2 separate regions of the Macaca mulatta genome follow, and region 2 is linked to region 1. Evidence: chromatin contacts called from public Hi-C data. All regions are on one chromosome and are shown on one strand. Each heading gives the region's core, a stretch centred on a gene start, on an enhancer-like site or on the middle of the called end of the contact. The rest is flanking DNA. Distances are from core to core; before and after follow the strand shown. Region 1 holds the start of PHYH (phytanoyl-CoA 2-hydroxylase). Region 2 holds the start of SEPHS1 (selenophosphate synthetase 1).

Region 1 (7,005 bases), core at 3,157-5,656:
AAAAAAAAAAAATTTTAAATGACTTCCTAAAAATATGTATCAAGAACCTGAGGCTAGGCATGGGGGCTCACGCCTATAATCCCAACACTTTGGGAGGCGGAGGCAGGTGGATTGCCTAAGGTCAGGAGTTTGAGACCAGCCTGACCAACATAGTGAAAACCCATCTCTACTAAAAATACAAAGTTTAGCCAGTCATGGTGGTGGGCATCTGTAATCCTAGCTACTCGGGAGGCTGAGGCACGAAAATTGCTTGAACTGGGAGGCGGAGGTTGCAGTGAGCTGTGATCATGCCACTGCACTCCAGCCTGGGTGACAGAGCAAGACTCCGTCTCAGAAACAACAACAACAACAACAACAACAACAACAAAAAAACAAGAATCTAAGAAATGTTCACGCTCTTCAATCCAGCATTTCTAAGACCAAGGAAATCATCTGAAAACTTAAGCTTTATGTTCAAAATGTTAACTATGGTCACCAAAAAAAGTACTTGAGTGAGCCGGGCACAGTGGCTCATGCCTGTAATCCCAGCTCTTTGGGAGGCTGAGCCAGGTGGATCACCTGAGGTTGGGAGTTCGAGACCAGCCTGACTAACATGCTGAAACTCCATATCTACTAAAAATACAAAGATTAGCGTGCCTGTAATCCCAGCTACTCAGAAGGTCGAGGCAGGAGAATCGCTAGAACCCGGAAGGTGGAGATTGCAGTGAGCTGAGATCGCACGAGTGCACTCCAGCCTGGGTGACAGAGCAAGACTCCGTCTCAGAAAAAAAAAAAAAAAGTGCATTAGTGGAAGAAAAATTAACTACTGACACTATGTTCACTCAATGGAATATGACTCAGACATTAAAAATTGAGGCCATATAATAGTATGGACGGCAGGCACGGTGGCTCATGCCTGTAATCCTAGCACTTTGGGAGGCTGAGGCAGGCGGATCACAAGGTCAGGAGATCGAGACCATCCTGGCTAACACGGTGAAACCTGTCTCCACTGAAAACACAAAAAATTAGCCGGGCATGGTGGCAGGCACCTGTAGTCCAGCTACTGTGGAAGCTGAGAAAGGAGAATGGCATGAACCCAGGAGGCGGAGCTTGCAGTGAACCGAGATCGCACCCTTGCACTCCAGCCTGGGCTACAGAGCCAGACTCCGTCTCAGAATAAAATAAAATAAAATATGGACAATGTTTATTATAATAAAATATTATTACAATTATGTAAAACCAAGACACTATATTTAAAAAAAAAAAAAAAAGCCTGCAAAGAAATATGCCAAAGCAATTTTTAATAGTGATTGCCTTTAGTAATGGAATTAGGGATGATTTTAAAAAATTCCTTCTATTAGGCCGGGCGCGGTGGCTCACGCCTGTAATCCCAGCACTTTGGGAGGCCAAGGCGGGCGGATCACAAAGTCAGGAGATCGAGACCACAGTGAAACCCCTTCTCTACTAAAAATACAAAAAATTAGCCGGGCGTGGTGGTGGGCGCCTGTAGTCCCAGCTACTCAGGAGGCTGAGGCAGGAGAATGGCGGGAAGCAGGGAGGTGGAGCTTGCAGTGAGCCAAGATCGCACCACTGCACTCCAGCCTGGGTGACAGAGCGAGACTCTGTCTCAAAGAAAAAAAAAAAAAATTCCTTCTATTTCTCTGATGTTTCTGTAATGAATACATATGATTTTTCAGATGAGAAACAAATTCAATAAATTTTATATTTTTAACTGTCCAGTTGATGCACTCCAAGAAGTAAAGTAACAAAATCCAAATAAATGTACAGCATACCCATAAACTGAAATCACCCAACCTATTCCTTAAGATTGGAATTGTGGTTGTATGAGAATATTTAGGAAGGTCAAGATCTTCCCGTTTAAAGGTGATTTAAGATAAACCAAAGATGCTAGTTAATATGTCCATATAACCAAATTACAAGCTTAGCTTTTTTTTTTTTTTTGAGATGGAGTCTGGCTCTGTCACCTAGCCTGGAGTGTAGTGGTGTGATAGCAGCTCACTGCAACCTTGACCCCCCAGGTTCAAGCAATTCCCCCGCTTCAGCCTCCTGAGTAGCTGGGATTATAGGTGCACACCACCATGCCCAGCTAATTTTTGTATTTTTGTAGAGGTGGGGTTTCATGATGTTGTCCAGGCTGGTCTCGAACTCCTGACCTCAAGTGATCCACCCGCATTGGCTTCCCAAAGTGCTGGGATTACAGGCATGAGCCACCGTGCCCGGCCACAAGTTAATTTAAATATGATGTGTAATAACTGAATTTCTAAAAGTCAGATTATAAGGCTGGTGTGATGGCTCAGGCCTGTAATCCCAGCATTTTAGGAGGCCAAGGCAGGAGGATTGCTTTAGCCCAGGAGTTCAAGACCAACCTGGGCAACATAGGAAGGGCCCATCTCTATTAAAAATAAATAAATGTCAGATTATGTATTTTCTGGTATTTTTCCTTCTTTCTGAATCTTAAAATACATACAGAAAATTAGTCGGTCTTCAAAATTTTCCACAATTGTACTAATTAGAATAAATCCTGGAAACAGAGGATTTGTATAATAAAATTCTAATCAGGTAACATGTGGTATATTATATCATTACCACTCACGAAACTTTTGTATACATAATAGATTTCAAAATTAAAACTTAAACTACTTACTGGAATTGTTGAGGATGGAAACTGGCAGAGGCAATAGTCCCTGTAGTGGGATGAGCTACCTAGGATGTGAATTAAGGCAAATAAAGTAAAATACAGAAGGCCAGGTGCGGTGGCTCATGCCTGTAATTCCAGCACTTTGGGAGGCTGAGGCAGGCTGATCACTTGAGCTCAGGAGTTGCAGACCAGCCTGGCCAACATGGTGAAACCCCATCTCTACTAAAAACACAAATTAGGCCGAAAGCGCTGGCTCACGTTTGTAATCCTAGCACTTTGGGAGGACGAGGCGGGTGGATCACCTGAGGTCAGGAGTTTGAGACCAGCCTGACCAATATGCTGAAACCCCATCTCTACTAAAAATACAAAAATTAGCCAGGGGTGGTGGCGTTCATCTATAATCCCAGCTACTCGGGAGGCTAAGACAGGAGAATCGCTTGAACTTGGGAGGCGGAGGTTGCAGTGAGCCGAGATCGCACCACTGCACTCCAGCCTGGACGACAGAGAGAGACTCCATTCCAGGGGAAAAAAAAAAAAAATACTACTAGTACTACTACTAATAAGAATACAAATTACACTCGGGAGGCTGAGGCAGGGGAATAGCTTGAATCCCGGAGGCGGAGGTTGCAGTGGGCCGACATCGCGGCACTGCACTGCAGCCTGGCCACAGAGCAAGACTCTGTCTCAAAATAAAAACAATAATAACAATAATAATACAAATTCGCCTGGCATCGTGGCGCAACCCTGTAGTCCCAGCTACTTGGGAGGCTGAGGTAGGAGGATCTCTTGAGTCCAAGAGTGAGCCGAGATCGCACCACTACTGCACTCCAGCCTGGGTGACAGAGAGAGTCCCTGTTTCAAAAAAAAAACCCACAAAAGCAAAACTCTAGAAATTCCTTTTAAGGATCTCTTTTCTATCCGGTAACTGCAGGCAGTTGACATAGAATTGCATTGTTTCTTTAGCTTAATTGGTTACTTTCGGAATGTCACTCTCATCAGTCAACATGTTGTCTTTTCTTTCTCTCTGTTTCTCTCTTTTGGAGCGCACTGGCCTTCACGGCTCACTGTAACCTTGGAGTCCTGGCCTTGGCCTCCAGAAGAGCTGGGACAAATAGGCAAGGCGTGTGCCCCCGCGCCAGTCCTCACCCTCTGTCCTTCCCTAAATAGTGTCTTTATATAACTCGGTGGCAAGGCCGTAGTCCAGCAGGGAGGCCGTCCTGGGCAACGCCTGCCTGGCCAGCTCCTGCCCGGGAGGGCACCGTCCTGTACCCTCCCGTGGGAGCCGGGTCACCGCCTGCCTGGGCCCCTTCCAGGCAACCCTGCGCGCCTGTGCACCATGCGCCTGTGACTGGACATCTCTGGGTGTCTGGACAGCCGCAGGAGTCACACGCAGCCGGTGAAACGACATCTCCACAAAACAAGGAGCAGAGGCCCCCAGGGATCCCGGAGAGCAGCGCGACGCGGCAAGTGCCCCGAGCCCAGGGCGGCCGCGCGTGTCCTCGGGGGACGCAGCCTCCTCCCCGCTCCCCGGCTCCGGGAAGAGACGCGACCCAGGCGGGGACCCGGCGCGGAGCGAGGAGGCGCCGGGGCTGGGATGCGCGCGACGCCGAGGCCTCCACTCGGACCCGGGCCACCACTCAGGCTGCGGCGCCGGCGCCCGGTCCAGCCCGACACCCGCGCAGCTCAAAGGATACGACGGCCCCGGCCGAGGGGCGGCCGAGGTGGCCCAGTACGATCTGCAGGCGGGCGGCGGCGCGGGGCTGCTCCATGGCGGCGGCACGGGGACCCCCCCACTCAAGGTCTCGGCCCCATTTAGCTCCGCGGGCGGCTCCGCCTCCAGGCGCGGTCCGGGGCAAGACGCGGGCGGGATTAGGGGCGGCGCCATCTCGCGGGCCGGGCTGCTGGGGCGCCCTAGTCCGCTAGGGTCCGCGCGCCGGGCAACCGCGCGGAGCTGACGTGCTCCCCACACCATGATCCTTTCGTCCTTTCTTTTCTTTCTTTCTTTTTAAAAAGAGACAAGATTTTGCTCTGTCGCCCAGGCTGGTATGCAGTGCCCGATCATAGCTCACTGCAGCTTTGAACTCTTGGGCTAATTATAATTTTTTGTAGAGATGGGGTCTCCCTACGTTGCCCAGGTGGGTCTCAAACTCCTCCCCGCCTCCCGCCTCGACCTCCCAAAGTGCTGGGACTACAGGCGTGAGTCATCGCCCCTGCCCCGCACCCTGTTTCTATTCCATCACCAGGACCCTCACTGCCTCCCGGAGGCTCGGGGACCCAGTGACCAGGCCGAGGTCACTCCGTGACAAGTGGCTGGGCCAGGACCTCACTCACGCTCCTAACGTCATGGCTTCCATCTATTTCACCCCACGTGACTGCTCCTTCCATTGACAGCTGAAAGAATAAAATCTTCGATTTAAACAAAAAGTTTGCCAGGCACGGTGGCTCGCGCCTGTAATCCTAGCACTTTGGGAGGCCAAGGCGGGCGGATCACAGGGTCAGGAGTTCAAGACCAGCCTGGCCAACTTGGTGAAACCCTGTCTCTACTAAAGATACAAAAATTAGCTGGGTGTTGTGGCGCACGCCTGTAATCCCAGCTGCTGGGGAGGCTGAAGCAAGAGAATCGCTTGCAACCGGGAGGTGGAGAATGCAGTAAGCCAAGATCGCACCACTGCATTCCAGCCTAGGACGGGGCAAGACTCCGCCTCTAAAACAAACAAACAAACAAACAAACAAACAAACAGGTTTTTAACCAGATGCGGTGGCTCACGCCCGTAACCCCAACGCTTTGGGAGGCCGAGGCGGGAGGATCACTTGAGCACAGGATTGCTAGAGATCAAGACCAACCTAGGTAACATAGTGAGAACACCTGATCTACAAAAAATTAGCCAGGCCTGGTGGCAGGCACCCGTAGTCCCAGCTACTCGGGAGGCTGAGGCAGGAGAATGGTGTGAACCCGGGAGGCGGAGCTTGCAGTGAGCCGAGATCCAGCCATTGCACTCCAGCCTGGGTGACAGAGCAAGACTCAGTCTCAAAAAAAAAAGAAAAAAAAAAAAAAAAATTCCAGACATTGTGTGAGGAAGCATTGCAAAACTTTCTGTTAGCTGTTGCATGTAGCCCCCAGTCACCTTCCCCACGCTTGCTCGATCTATCACGACCCTTTCATGTAGACCCCTTAGAGTTGTAAGCCCTTCAAAGGGCCAAAAATTTCTTTGTCAGGGAGCTTGGTTTTTTGAGACTCAAGTCTGCCGAAGCTCCCAGCCTAATAAAGGCTCTTCCTTCTTTAACCCCGTGTCTGAGGAGTTTTGTCTATGGCACGTCCTGTGACAGGAGGATCACCTGAGCCCAGATCGTACCTCTGCACTCCAGCCTGGCCAACAGAGTGAGGCCCTGTCCAAAAAACACAAAAACAAAAAACAAACAAAACTCCAAAACAGCAACAATGAAGTTTTGAAAATAAAAATAAAAAAATAAAAATGCTAAGATTCATCCCTAAAAGTCATATATGCCATTCAAAAGGGGTATTTCATTTAGTGGGACTCCAGCCCATAATATTATAAACAGTTCGGTAGGTCATTAAAAAAAAAAAAATGAATAAAATAAATGACCTCCAGAAAAGTCTGATGCAGACAGCCCAGTAGGGTGTAAATTTCTTAGAGAACTGGAGCACCTCTTTGTAAGATTTCTTTTCTATTCCGTAACTATGGATATTGACATAGCATTGCACTGTTTTACTGTCTCATTTTCTCACTGATTTTTTTTTTTTAGCTTAAGAGTTACTTCCAGAACGTCGCAGCACACGTTATCACTGCTTGCATGAGATGTTTATAGAATTTGGTGACAATGTCGCAGTCCAGGAGGGAGGCCCGCAGCCAGCATCACCAGCCCCTTCCCGTTTGCGCAGGCGGGGAGGAAAACGGCAGCGCCAGGGCTTCCCCTGGTCCCTCCCGCTTTCTCCGGGATTCCGCCCACCCCAGGGTCTCAGGCCAACAGAAGGACCCGGGAGGCCTCAGCAGCTCCGGACCTCATCTGCCCCACTTCGGCATCCCGCGCGGGAATGTGACCATGTAGGAGTGACCCGCAGCTCTCAAGGACCCAGCGGTTTGTCACGGTTTGAACGGAAGCGCGGGGCCTGGGGCGGGTGCAGGTGCAGGGTCCGCCTCTTTCTGCCGGTGGGAACCCTCATTTCCGGGTGGATACCGGCGAGGCGGCGTCTCCTTACTGCCCTCGCTTGGTGAGATGTGGGTACTGCTGCCAGGAGAAAAAAAAACTGACGATGTGAATTCAGTTCATCACCCTTTCCTTGTTTATTAAAGGTTGGGGACCCTGGCCAGGCGCGGTGGCTCACGCCTGTAATCCCAGCACTTTGG
Region 2 (7,005 bases), core at 2,648-5,147, 41 kb after region 1:
ATCGCATAGTCCATAATTTAAAAACTGTCAAGAGTACCCCTCTTGATGCGTTTCAAGTACTTTCTCTATATAAGTTACAAGAACATAACATAGTTACCATTGATTGCTCTTCTAATCCTTCTCACAAAAATTCAAAAAAAATAAAAGGGGGTACAATGTACACTATTTGGGTGATGGCCACACTAAAAGCCCAGTCTTTACCATTATGTAATATATTCATGTAACAAAACTGCATGTGTATTCCCCGAATCTATAAAAGCAAAAAAATTAATAAAAAATAAATAGGCAACATGGGAGGTGAGAAATCTGGTTTTTGACTCACTGATTGGATTGCAGACCATCAAAGAAACACTGGGTTACCTACCAAGCCTTGGCATAACGGCTCCCAGAAACTGCTCATCTTCTTGGAAGTGGTTCTCTTGTAAAGATTCCAGCAATTTTTGCAGGACATCTTGGGGCACTTTGCAGCCTGTGCCCTTCAGTTCAGTGAATCTGGTTAGCCGGAAGCTTTTGTCCAATTCGTAACTTTCCGGGTTAAAGGACTCCCGCGTAGACATGGTTCTTGGGCCCCGCTCTCCTCACAGCTCAGCCCCTCCCCTCCCTCTGCGGGTTGGCTGGGTTCTTTATGGATCCACCTGGGTGTCACCAAAACACAAAGATGCCATGAAAAGAATTCCCACGGGAACCTGCCAGCGAATCAAGTGAATACATGACAAGAAAAAGTAAATGTGACAAGGGCTGAAATCATCAAGACCACTTATATTCATCACAGCAGAGCACATGACAAAATAGATCTTTTCATAAAGGGACTATGTCAGCACAGACATCTATGCAAGACCTGACATCTGGACTGTGGTTTTAACTGTGGCAAGAGGGCCAGCCTGCAGGTTCACATGACACTATGCCACCTTGAACAGCAAGTCCCAAAGGTTCTTCTAGGACTCAGCATTAGAACAGCACCTCTGGGCACTTCATATGTCAACCTGGAAGCACTGTGGTTTAGAAAGTGGCAGCCCTCACTAAGGTGACTTTTCTGGAAAATCTTTTGGTATCTTCTGCTTTAATCACATAGAAAAATGAAACGCTCAATACAAACTTGGCAGAAAAGGACATTAATGTAAATGCACTGGACAAAATTCTTCACGATGTTAAATCCTAATTTTAGAAAAACACGTTTTCCCTCTGTGTCCAAAGAATATACAACAAAAGGCTGGGCGTGGTGGCTCATGCCTATAATCCCGGCACTTTGGGAGGCCAAGGTGGGTGGATCACCTCAAGTCAGGAGACCAGCCTGGCCAACATGGCGACACCCCCGTCTCTACTAAAAGTACAAAAATTAGCCGAGGGTGGCGGTGCGCACCTGTAATCCCAGCTACTTGAGAGGCTGAGGCAAGAGAATCGCTTGAACGTGGGAAGCGGAGGTTGCCGTGAGCTGAGATCGAGCCACTGCACTCCAGCCTGGGCAACAGACTCCGTCTCAAAAAATAAATAAATAAACAAATAAATAAAATATACAATGCAATCCAAAACTAATAGGAGTCCTCTATAAAGGGCACAACTTAAAAACTGCAATGGCACTTTAACACAGCAAGGTCTGTATTCTTCAGCAGAATGCTTGGAAAGTTCTCTGAAGTTTTCATGTAGTGCTATTTCCTAGAAAGCAAACATCTAGCCCAGCAAACTAGTACACACATCATTGACAAAATGTGCTACTCCTCATTACCATTTCATTGCAGAACCTTAACAATAAATTAAGCCATACTAAATCACCAGCATTTCGGCCCTGTGTACCACTGTTAGGTTTCTGGAACAAGCACTCCTACGTTTTTTAGCCTTTGGGGCTAAAGGAAAAAACAACATGTGTTCCTCGAGTTTACAAACCTCCAGACAGATACTTTATTGGGACTAGAATTACAGACACCCCAAGTTTTAAGGTCAGTTTCCCCTATAAAATTTATATTAAGAACATAACTCCCATTTATAGAGTTTTCCATCCCTTGGGACGCACATCGCTCATATAAATCTCAAGAAGCCCGAGTTTGGGCAGTAATCCAAACCGTCTTCACAAAAACACGGTTTGAGATGAGCAATGATTTCGGTGGGAAACGTAACAACTGAACAGGAGTCAGCCTTCCTACACGATCCCAAGAAGCCTCCCTGCCCAAAAAGAGCAGGCGCCGGCCGCAAGTGACAGAGAAGAGAATTTTGAAGCCATCTTAGAGTCAGGGGAAAGTTTGAATACCACTTTGACTTGGAAGGCGTTTCAACAAAAACAACGAAGTCCTTTCCTCAAAAAACACCTCGCATTTAACGCAGCCTCACCCCTACCAGGAAAAAAAAAAAAAAGAAAAGAAAGAAAAAATCCAACTCACGAGGCATCCAGTTATTTTCCTACCTCCCATCTATATTCGTCTCCCGCTCCCAAAAAGGTGGGGAGGAAAATTGTGGGGAGATCACTTCCTTTTAAAACACTATCTTTTCAGAGTTTTAAGGGGGGGGAGTTTAAAACACCTTATATCAGGAGGCCGCTCAGATTTAAAATTAGAAATGGTACGAAGGACGCAAATCAGCCTCACATCCTAATGAAAAAGGTACCAGATTCTTACATTTTTGGAGGGCATGGGAAGGAGGAGGCGTGCTGGGGGAAATGTGCAGTGATTAGGGAACCAGGGGGATCCATTTGCATTAATAAGGGACGGTGCCCCGCGACCCCGCAGCCACATGTTTACGCCTTTAAAACAATGGCATGAATATTTAAAGCAACGTTTAGCCCTTTCCTTCCCGGGCACGTTTCCAGTTTGGTTTTTTTTTTTTTTTTCTCCTCCAAAGAGCGTGCGTAGCCGGGGAGCCGGTCAGCGGGGTGGGCCCGGCGCGCTGCCCCGCCAGCCCCGGACCTACCTCCCCGCCGGCCCCGCACAATGGGGCGCGCTCTCCAGGACGCCCGCGTCGGAGGCGGCCGGGGCGGGGAGCAGGGAGCCCGGGGACACCTTCGGGCTCAGGCCCTCGCCGCCGCCTCGGAAGGCCCAGCAGGCCCGGGCTGCGGGCGGGCGGCGGGGCGGAGGCGGCAGCTCGGGGCCTCGGCCGGGCCATCCCTGTGCGGGCCGGCGGGAGGCGGCGGGTAGCGCGCGCGCGCGCGCGCGCGGCCCAGGAGCCGGGGAGAACGCCTGGACCCACCCGCCCCGGGTCGACGGGGCCCGCGCGGTGAGAGGGGGAGGCGGGGAGGCCCCGGAGGCGCCCCGGGACCCCGGGCCGGCCGCTCCCGCCGCGCGCACGGGCCGCCGCCGTCGCCGCGCAAAAATGTCGGCGGGCGAAAAAATTAACCCCTGCGTGGCCGCCGCCGCCCTCCCCTCCGCTCCTCCCCGCCCTCCCTCCCTCCTTCCCCGGCCCCGCGCGGCGGCGGCGGCGGCGCGGGCGGCGCTTCTTTTTTAAAGCGGCCCCACCAAGCCCGGCGCTGCCCCTCTCCAGGCAGGGCTGGCGGGGCCGGCAGCGCGCGGCTCCCCGGCGGTCCCGGGCGGCCCGGAGGGGGATTTGCAACGGCCGCCGCGGGCCTGCGGACCCGGATTCCCCTTTAAGCCTGCGCCTCCCCCCCGCGCCGGGCCCGCCGCTTACCGGCTCGCTTTGCGCCCTCCGCCTCCTCCCGAAAACGGGCCGCGGGCTGCTCCCACAATGCACCGGGCGCGGCCGGGCTCCCTTAAGCGTCGCCTGAATAAAAATGCCGCGCCCGGCTGCGGCGGGGGCCCGGGCCCGCGCCTGAGCGCCGCGGGGCCTCGCGTGGCTCGGCGCGGCCCTGCGGGAGCCGGGCCGCCGCGCTCCCGCCGGCTGGGCGCGCGGGGGTCCTTTAAGGCCGGCCACCTCCCTTTAAGAGGCGGCCCGGGCTGCTGGGTGGTGGCATGCGGCCCGGGAAGGGGGCGGGGGCGCCGTGCAGGCCCGAGCGCTGCAATGATTGGTCTCGGGGGAGGGATGGGGGGTTGCAAACCCGAGGAGCGGTGGCATCCGTTGCATGATGCAAAAAAGGATTGATTTCAAAAGTTGCGAGTTGTATTGGCAGCCGCCCTTGGCGCCCGGGCCACCTTTTTCCCGGGCCCCGCGGCAAGGGCCGGGAACGCTTCCGCCACCTGGCCGGGTTCGACCGCGCGGCGCTCTGCGGGGCGTTGTACCTGCTCCCCGAGTGCGCAGCGGAGCGTCCTGGAAGACAATGGCCAAGGGAACAATTTGCACAGGAGGCTAGGAGCCCAGGAAAAGCCGCCTGGGCGCCAGGGATAGGTTTTTTGAAAACACAAACGGCGCGTTAGATGCTTGGGGACTCCCAGCGTCTGTCCTTCCTATTGTTTAGCTCGGCTCCGGAGTTCACGGGAGCCTCGTGAAATGTGGAGACGTCCTGCAAAGTTTCTTGAACACTTCATGTGCGTGGTAGGAAGTCTAGGAAAAAGGTTTACGGTTCCCCCCTGGTCGCATTGTTTGTCCTGCACATGTTCGAGCGAACATGGCAGCCGCAATCCTGGATGTGTTCGTATTGGCATCGAGCGGGGAGCTTCACGTCGTGAAGTAACTTTTTTCCGGGCTTTCGAGTTTCTAAAGCATTGCTGATGAAAATAAAGCAAATGCTTTCAGATATCGTTTAGGGCTTCCCTCTAAAACAGCAGTGTGCAGGAATGCCGATCCAACTTTTCTAGGGAGTAGGTCAGCATTTCCCAAATGTGTTTGGGAGCAGAAATGTTTTGGGTCACTGGACCGTACTTTACGTGGCACGGCAGGTTGGCACGCTACGCAGATGCCCTTTTCGTTGTTAACATTTCCGCTTGCCAGTTGCTCCGGGTTTTAATCTTGGGCTGGATGCAGAAGGGATGCTACCTCGAAGACAGGCTGCTCCTGTCTTTGTGTCCTTTCTTCATACCCTGCAGTAAGTTTGCAAAGAACGTGTTAGCCTGCATTCCTTTATTTATTTATTTATTTTGAGACGGAGTCCCGCTCTGTCGCCAGGCTGGAGTGCAGTGGCGCGATCTCGGCTCACTGCAACCTCCGCCTCCCGGGTTCAAGTGATTCTCCTGCCTCAGCCTCCCCAGTAGCTGGGATTACAGGCGCCCACCACTGGAGGATGGCTTCTCCCAGAGGGGAAGACAGGGTCACGGTTCTCATTAAGAGGGTATTATACTAGTCAAGCCCGGAGATGTACTTGAACTGAAAGCAAGGGGAATGCAGCCCAGGGAAGGGATTTGGTGTGATTTAGCTCGTAGGAAGGAGAGGAAGAAGGATAAGATGACCCCCAGGTTTCCAGTTTGCGGGGGTGAGGTGGGGGAGGGAATGAGGAGCGATGCTAATAATTGATCTGAGAACTGCTGAAAGGCAAACAAGTTTCGGGGTCAGTTCGGCTTTGGAAATGTTAAATCTCAGGTCTGCCGGATGGTATGGGGGTGGGGCTCAGAGTTGCAAATCTCAGATCTGCCGGATATTCCAGACCAAAGTTAATAGGGAAACAGGTCTGGAATTTGGTGTGACCGTGGGGCTCAGAGATGTAAATCTGGGTGCCATCAGCATCTAAAAGGTGTTCGAAGCCTCCGTCGGAGGTGAGATTAACCCCGGAGGGAGAGCTCAGGACAAAAGTGAAAGAGACCTTGGACAGAGCTCGGCAGAACTGGGAAATCAAGTAGCTGGGCGGGACAGAGGCTGATCCCCGCTGTGTCTGTGGGAGGCCACCATCCTCAGAACCGGCTCTTCCTCCCCGCCTCCACCCACCACGAGCTCACTGGGAAGCAGTTCTCTGCCGCAGAGGCCGTAAGCCACAGATGCCTTACTTCATCCAGGGCCACACTACAGCCTTGGCCCAGATCATCCGGCAGAGTCATGCCTCCTTTTCTTTGCCGGTGATGAGAGCTTCTTCCTTGGGTACTGCTTTGAGCTAGTCCTACGCTCCCCCCAACTCCCGGGCTCACCAGAACCCCATTCTAGGGAGCCATCCCCATTTTATTCTCAGGCTCTGCTGGTTCCGTCCGAGAGATGGTTCTCCTGGGTTGCAATATCTGACTGGGGCTTATTAAAAATACCAGTTTACTGCTGAGCAGGGTAGCTCATGCCTGTAACCCCAGGGCTTTGGGAGGCCAGGGCAGGAGGATCACTTGAGGCCAGGAGGTTGAGACCAGCCTGGGCAACATAATGAAACCGTGTCTCTACAGAAAATTTTAAAAGTAGCCAGGTGTGGCCGGGCGCGGTGGCTCAAGCCTGTAATCCCAGCACTTTGGGAGGTCGAGACGGGCGGATCACGAGGTCAGGAGATCGAGACTATCCTGGCTAACACGGTGAAATCCCATCTCTACTGAAAAATACAAAAAACTAGCCGGGCGAAGTGGCGGGCGCCTGTGGTCCCAGCTACTCGGGAGGCTGAGGCAGGAGAATGGCGTAAACCCGGGAGGCGGAGCTTGCAGTGAGCTGAGATGCGGCCACTGCACTCCAGCCTGGGCGACAGAGCCAGACTCAGTCTCAAAAAAAAAAAAGTAGCCAGGTGTGATGGTGCATGCCTATAGTTCTAACTACCTGAGAGGCTGAGGTAGATCATTTTGAACCCAGTAGTTCAAGGCTAGATTGAGCTGTGATCACACCACTACACTCTAGCCTGAGTAACATAGTAAGACCCTGTCTCAAACAAAACGGAGCAAAACAAAAAGAACTAATTTACCAGCCTCACTCGAAAGATTACAGCTAGCAGATACAATGGGTTGAATTTTGTCCCCCACGAAAGGTGTGTTGAAATCCTGACTGCCCCCCATACCTGTGAATGTGGCCTTACTTGGAAATAAAATATTTGCAGATTTAATCAAGGTAAGATGAAGTCATACTCAATTGTGATATGCCGTAAATTTCTATGGCTCATGTTCTTAGAAGAAAAGGAATATTTGGGCTAGGCGAGGTGGCTTACACTTGTAATCTCAGCACTTTGGGAGGCCGAGGTGGGCAGATCACTTGAGGCCAGGAGTTTCAGACCAGCCTGGCCAACATGGCGAAACAAAAATT

Evidence for each region. A called contact is a pair of places that touch in the nucleus more often than the background predicts.
Region 2: a contact with region 1 is called in a Hi-C map of fetal cortex germinal zone, with 1.9 times the contacts expected there. The contact joins the promoter of SEPHS1 here to the promoter of PHYH in region 1. A contact is called at or near these places in 3 of 14 Hi-C or Micro-C datasets (cortical neurons, fetal cortex germinal zone and liver).

What each region holds. Positions count from the first base shown.
Region 1 is chr9:14,851,657-14,858,661 of T2T-MMU8v2.0, forward strand. PHYH (phytanoyl-CoA 2-hydroxylase) reads right to left here and starts at 4,407. Exons shown (of 9, transcript NM_001195489.1): 1 at 4,333-4,407; 2 at 2,645-2,703. The coding sequence starts at 4,407.
Region 2 is chr9:14,893,266-14,900,270 of T2T-MMU8v2.0, forward strand. It overlaps SEPHS1 (selenophosphate synthetase 1), which reads right to left and starts at 3,898. Exons shown (of 9, transcript NM_001190418.1): 1 at 3,610-3,898; 2 at 365-635. The coding sequence starts at 557.